2 separate regions of the Sus scrofa genome follow, and region 2 is linked to region 1. A link is a contact called in public Hi-C data. All regions are on one chromosome and are shown on one strand. The core of a region is the stretch at or near the end of the contact, and the rest is flanking DNA. Distances in the headings are between cores, read along the strand shown.

Region 1 (3,394 bases), core at 279-2,778:
AGCATGAGAGGTGGCTGGGTATGGGGAGGGGGCCGAGGCATACCTGGCACCCCAGCCCACAGCTGCCTCATTGTCCCTGGGGGAGGGGCTGGGCCACGGCTGCTGCCACTGACCCAAGGCTGGGAGCATTCTTTCCTGTTGATTCATCACAGGGAATGCTCTGGCCCCATTTGGGGCGGGGCAGGGCCACTGGGGGGACATCTGGGACATGGGCGGCCAGGGGTGAACAGTAGTCCTCCGGTGGCCGGGTCAATGTGACCTGGCAGTCACCCAGGAATCAAAAATGTCCACCTTGCCACCCTGGCCTTTATCACGGTTCTGCCTTGTAGTGGTGTTTGTTTACTCCTCTGCCTCCCCCACCAGACTGGGAAGCTCTTCCCATCCAGCCGGCTGCACTGTCTAGCACTCTAGCCCCCTGTCTAGCAAGTAAGAGAAAATCAATAAAGGTTTGCTGAATGAATGAGCCTTTGGAACACACTCAGGCAAGGTGGGGGAAAGGGGGCATCAGACTGCACTGATCTGGGCCTAGAAAGGAAGCTGGGAGGCTGGGACTCTGCACATTTTACAGAAGGGGCACTGAGGCACTGGGAGGGACCAGGACAGGGGGCAAAGAATTTGGAGGAAAGGGGCTGAGATCCAGGCACCTGGGTTCTCAGCTTAGCTCACCGGACTCCACTCTGTCAGCTTTTCCTGTTTTGTCTTATTCCACAGTCTCCCCCTGGAACCGCCCCCCCCCATACCCTTCCCCCCACGAGCCTGTCAAGGGTCAGGGCTGCCTCAATCAACTCTGTAAGGGATTGTAGGGAGGAGTTCAGTACTCTCGTTTATGATTTATTACGTTGGGGAGCAAGTCCCACGGCTTGGGGCTCAGTGTTCCCAACTGTACAATGGGCAGAACAGAGGCCTCACGCCCCCGCAGCCCACAATAAACTTCGAGGGACCAGGACCACGGAGAGGACCAGCTATTACTCCAAAAACCTGCACCCCACCATCCTGACCTCGTTTGAGCAGAGCCCCCCGCAACGCCTGCCTCCCCCCCCAGCAGAAGAGAGTCTGCGATGTCCTAAGTAACCAAACTGGTGGGACTCGGACCCTAAGACGGTGAGGCGCTCCCACGCGTAGGGCTGCACAACTTGGGGACTGGCTGAATGTAACCCCCAGGTCAACTCTTTTGCAGGGGAGGAAACTGCGCCTCCTCCAACAGGGGAGGCCACAGCTGCACGCGGCCCGCCGGGCAAACGCAGCCCGCTGGCGCTGAGCCACAGCCCTTTCCCGGGAACTCCGATCCTCCCACAGTCCCTCCTGCTGCAGCGCGCAGTTCCCTGCACGGAAAACAGCTGCACCCTCGACTCCCGCAACTTCGCTCTCCCCCCTCCTCGCACCTCCCCGGCCCGCGGGCTGCGGGTGGGCCCCAGGGCACCCGGGGCCGCGCGGGTCGGCGGTGGGGTGGGCACCAGCCCTCGCAGGGGCCCATCGGGCGGGGCGCCCGCCGAGTCCAGGTCCGCCCGGGGGCGGGGCCTGCGGGCCTCCTCCGCGGCGGGCGGGCGGGAGGGGTGGTGGGCGCCCGCGGGCCTCAGCCGGATAAAAGGGCCCCAGGGCGCTCCAGGAGGCCCGTTAGCGCTGCTCGGCCGCTGAGCCCCAGCCCCAGCCCCGCACCGTCCGCGCTCCAGCTGGTGAGCCCCTGTCTGGCCCCTGGCCAGGTCTGTCTCTTGCTGTCCTGTGTGTCTGTCCGACTTCTGTCTCTCTGAAGGTCTGCAAGTCTCTGAGGATTCCTGAAGGCTGGGAAGGGGAGAGATGGGGGTCCCATGGACGTTAGCCTAGCCCCCTGGTCGCTCACCAAACTGCTTCCACTGGAAGTTACCAAGCTGGAGAGCTTGGCCCAAGGCCCGCCCAGGGTGGTGCGGCGCGGCCTCGGGGTGCCTGCGTGTCTTGTTTGTGAACACACGCTGCGTGTAACCATTTCTCTTACCTTCTCACCCAGGGTAGGAGGCAGGGGAAGGGGTAGGTGGGTTCAGATGTCACTCTTGTGACTTAGAGGACAAAGAGGCGGGCTGGAGCTGGGCTCTCTGGGGAAACAGACCAAATCTGAGTATGCTGGGGGTAGAGGGTGATTGGGGGGCAGCCAATGGAGAGTGGGCAGAGGGCTTCGACCTGTGCATGTCCTGTTCTGGACAGGTGCCGCCCAGAGCCCCTTTGCTGGCACTGTTTTAGGTCCTCACAATCCAGGTCCCAGGGAGGAAATCAGGGCTGAGTGGGGAGTCCCATCCCCTCCCCAAAGAGCTGGAGGGAAGTGGCTGTGAGTGACTGCCCGGGCTGGTGCCCACCAGGACAGCGGCCCCAACCCTCTCTCCTGAATAACCTTGGGTGTTTCCAGTCTCCATAGCCGGGCCAGTTCAGGCCAGGTGTCTCCAGCAGCACCTGGATCAGGTGCCTTTCTACTTCAAGCTGACAGGATCCTGGCTCCGTCTCTTGGTGGCACTCAGCGCTGGCACCCACTCCAGGGCCCTCCCACCATGGCTGGGTCATAAATCAACCAGCAACAGGGTGGAATTTCATTCATTTCGCTGCCTCCCTTCCTTCTTCCCCCTCTTCCTCCACGTCCATCTCGCTCGTGACAGAGAGCCTGGCTCTGTTGCCAGGCTGCCTGGGCTTGCATCCCGTCCGGGCAAGTCACTTAGATTCATGGAGCCTCATCTCCTCCTCTGTCAAGTGGAGATAAGGATTCAATACATTTTTAACGTATAATAATAATTAAGTTTAATGATGAAATTATTATTACTAACCTTCGTCCTCCTCAGCCTTCTTTCCCCTCACGCTGCCCCTTTCTCTTTCACTTAGAAGAACAGCCACTCTTGAGGCTGTTCCATTCTCTAAGGGTGGTGTCTCAGCCTGGTCCTCTTCTCTGTGCTCAGCGCTGGGGGAACAGATGCAGGGAGACACGCCACTGGGTTGTGGGGACAGGAGGCAAACACACCGAGTGCTAGGACAGTGGGGGTCTGGGCAGGGTGGGAGGGGCTTAATGGAATGGGGAGCATTTGAGCTGAATGTGGAAAAGATGTATAGAAATTTAACAATGTGAGACAGAGGGAGAGGTTCCTCCAAGTAGCAGAAACAGCGAGAGCAGGGGGCTTGGAGGCTGGGAATTGAAGGATATGTTTGGGGAAAGTGACAAGGCAGGTGTGATGTGAGCGAGAGCCAAGGGACCTGCAGTGGGCAGGAAGGCTGGAAGAGGGGCTCTCCCTCTCTATGACTCGGTTCCTGCTGTCCCACATCCACCTCCAGCGTAGCTTTCATGGGCGGAAGCTGTTCTAGCTCCCAGGGTCCTGCAGCAGAAGCCCGCCCCTGTCCCCAGGGAGGCTCCCTGGAGGGAAGGGAGCCTGCTGGCCCCGGACTA
Region 2 (3,476 bases), core at 629-3,128, 46 kb before region 1:
CCCAAGTCATTAGGAAATTATCTGTTTCTTTTAATGTCTATGTCTCACCAGACTGTGAACTCCCAAGGACAGAGATAATAATAGCACTAATAGCTACCATTTATTCAGCTCTTACCTACATGCCAGGCGCTATTCTAAGAATTTAATGCACCTAACCTCATCTAATCTGCACTGCAGCTCCACGAGCTGGGTGCTGCCACTTGTCTTCAGTTTGGAGACGAGGGTGCTGATACACAGAGAGGTTAAAGGATGGGCCCAGGGATGGAGCTGGAATTTGCATTCAGTCCAGCATGCTCCAGAGCCTCTGTTACTTAACCCCAGCTCTGACCACAGGGCCTGCCACACAGCAGGCGTTTCATACAATGTGGTCAAAGGAGCTAGTGGGGAAATGAGTGAACACTGGCTTCTGGCCTCCCCTGCTTTTTGCTCAGGCACAGCCTCCGCGAGCACCCGTCCCCAGCTCCATCAGCTCTGCATGGTGGGTGACTCTGCAGCCCAGGCTTCCAACCATGTCTCGGATCTGGGCGCCCTGATCTCTGCAGCAAAACCCTGGGCCTGGGCCTTCTGTCGTGCCATGAGGCACCAGCGAGAGTGTGTGACTGTCGGGGACAAGAGCCGGTCAGGGCTCTCCACAGTGAAATGTCCAGAGGATGCAGGAAAAAGAAACTTCAATTTTCTGCTGCCACTCTTGTGGGTGTGGCTTCACAGGTGGAAGGCAAGTGATTTGGTTCACCCCCCTCTTCCTCTTCCTTCTCCTCCTTGCCCCTCCCCCTCCCTCTCCCCCCATCCCCTATCCCCTCCCCCCCCCCGGGTCTGGGCTGCCAAGCAAAGAGGCATAAAGTCAGGGTGAGCAGAGGCCAGGTCTCCTGAATGTCCCATAGAGAAGGACACATCTTGCCTGGATCTTCAAGGACTCAGAGCCTCAGAGAGCAGAGGGCTTCTAAGGGTGACCAAGATGTAGAGAGACAGACAGGGTGGGCTCTGGAGCCAGGCAGGCCTGCTGCTTCCTCCTAGCTGGTGGCCTTGGACAAGTCTCTAAATTCCCTCATCGGTCAATGCAGGACAGTAAGACCTACCTTAATTGTGCAGATTAATGAAGTATCAATACGTGAAGGGCCCCACCTGGTTCTCTCCAGGTCGGGTTAGCAACAGGCTGGGCTTTCCCCTTGGGTCCGTCAGTGGGTCTGAAACAGCAGCTTTATACAGAGTGGTGGTTAGACGCACAGGCCCTGGAGCCGGCATCCTGGTTTGGGCTCAAGAGCTAAAGCGCTCCATCCACGTGACTGCATAGGTTTCCTCTGCGCCTCCGTCTTCCCAGCTGCAAACCGGGAGTTCCGTGCTCCTTTTCGCAGCTGTTGTGAGGATTCAACAAGACAAAGGGCTTGCTCGACGTTCCTATAACCAGTTACCGCCCAGCAGCGTAAGAGGCAGTGCCCCCCACCTCGTCAGCAGGAAGTAGGGAAGTACTGTCACCTGCAGGGCCCGAGTGAAAAGGCCCCCCCCTCCCTGCTCCTCACTCTGGGGTGCCCGATCCAAAAAAATGAGAAACAAGTATGATAGCCCTTAACCCTCAGATCCCTGCCCCCCACACCCAAAGAGAGGCCCCGGCAAAGATTCAGGAACTGAAGTCTGGGGCTCTGCACAGACACCCCTGGATGAGAACCCCAGCTTCATGAAACGAAATCTTAAGCTAGTGACGTAACCTCTCTGAGTCTCAGTTTCCTCACCTGTAAAATGGGAATATCTCTTAGGGCTCTTGTGAGGCTTAAATGAGATCACGCACGTAACTCATTTAGAACAGACCCTGGCAAATAGTGAGCACTCAGTCAAGCTTAGCTTTTATTTTCTACGGTTCAGCACTTTACAGTTTGTAAAACATTTCCACATACATTCTCTCTTCTTGGCAATCCAGGCATAATGACAGACACCTGGGGTGGGGGCCCTTCAAGGCTACCCATGCCAGGGTAGGGATAATCCCGGTTGGACAGAAGAACCCCAGGCTCAGGAAGATCACACGACAGGCCCAAGGCAGGGCCAAGCCTGCAGGACCCCCGGAGGACAGCCCCTTTCCCCAGTGCCAGGCTAGGTCCCCACCCGGGGAAACATGGCACCACACCCATGAAGGCACTTAATTCTGGTACATCCCTAGGCAGCTACGTCACGTCTTTGCCTGGGCTCTGCTGAGTAAACAGCTCTGCTACGTGTCATCCCCGAGAAGAGGCCACTGTTACAAGGCCAAGGGTGTTGACCTGCTGGAAACAGTTGCCCGCCTATTTTTATCCTGCAAATAAATGCTTGGATTCTGGCCAGAGGCAGAGTGACCTCAATATAGATGAGAGTGGAGCCCTGTGGACGAACCCCCCCCTCCCCCGCAGCTGGAGGCAGATGGCTCCTCCTTAGTTGTTTTGCAACATGTTCTCCTGATTCAAATGCAGGCTGCGTCAGTCCCCTGTGGGGATACGTTATGAAAGCTGTGGCCGAACTGTGTTCCCCAAACACTTGTTTGCTGACCCAAGAGATCCCTTTAGCTAAAAGCCTCAAAGCCCTGAGTAATCCCTCAATTTCAAAAGACATCCTTTTAAGAAGGCAGCCAAGGCTGCACCCAAGCCTCAGCAGACACATATGCTGCAAAGAGAAAAGACTGATAGCCCCCAAAGATGGAAACTTCTGGTTTATTTTAAAAGAAGAGAACACATTCATTCTCCTCTCAGCCCCACCTTGAAGCTGCCGCAGGTGTCCCGCGATGTGTTCCATGGAATATTCTGAGGACGTTAATAAATAATTCACCAGAGGCATCGGAGCGGGGGGCTCCGTTGCCAAACAGGTTTGGGAAATTCTGGACTAAAGAAAGTTAAATCCATGTCCTTCCTTCTCAAGCCTTTGAAAATGCTGATGGGGATGAGCTGCAAGAGAAAGATCCAGAACGCCATGCTCCCCAAACACCTTTGAAGACCCTCACCCGAGGACTCTGCTCCCTCTGTCCCCCTCCCGAGACCTGCCGTATTCATCTTTGCTTCCTCAAAGCGCCTGGCACAGCAGCGGGCCCACAGTAGCTGTAATAAAAGTTTGTTGAATTGAATTGACTCCTAAAGCCCTTTAATTCTAAAGCTGTTTGTCAGCAGCTTTCCAAGGACGCTGTCCTTGGAATTCCTGAAACAGATTTGAATGCTCTCAAGTGTCTCTGATTTCTTGGAACACTTTCTACTTTTGCCTCAATTAAATACAGTTTAGATTAAACACAGCCAGGATGTTGCTGGTTTCCGAGAACTCCTCTCTGAGATATCAACCCCTTAATTTTATTTATTTATTTATTTATTTAAGTTTTTTTTGTCTTTCTAGGGCCGCACCCGTGACATATGGAGGTTTCCTGGCCAGGGGCCTACACCACAGCCACAGCTACGCCAGATCTGAGCTGCGTCTGCGACCTACACCACAGTTCATGGCAACGCCGGATCCTTAACCCACTGAGCCAAACC

What was found. Hi-C and Micro-C count contacts between places; a contact is called where the count stands out from the background.
Region 2: a contact with region 1 is called in a Hi-C map of skeletal muscle, with 4 times the contacts expected there. The contact joins the enhancer-like site here to the promoter of LOXL4 in region 1. A contact is called at or near these places in 1 of 5 promoter capture datasets (liver), 11 of 47 Hi-C or Micro-C datasets (embryonic fibroblasts, epiblast stem cells, heart right ventricle and 4 more) and 1 of 2 datasets of contacts at active chromatin or transcription factors (skeletal muscle).

What each region holds. Positions count from the first base shown.
Region 1 is chr14:109,591,542-109,594,935 of Sscrofa11.1, reverse strand. LOXL4 (lysyl oxidase homolog 4) reads left to right here and starts at 1,528. Exons shown (of 15, transcript XM_021074444.1): 1 at 1,528-1,700.
Region 2 is chr14:109,637,398-109,640,873 of Sscrofa11.1, reverse strand. No RefSeq gene overlaps it. Among named protein-coding and RNA genes, the nearest start is that of LOXL4, 46 kb to the right of the region's middle. Within about 2 kb of position 1,878, at least 43 of the 83 cell types and tissues checked have an H3K27ac peak or open chromatin away from gene starts, as enhancers often do. A contact at or near this core is called in liver, omental adipose tissue and skeletal muscle, where this site is marked.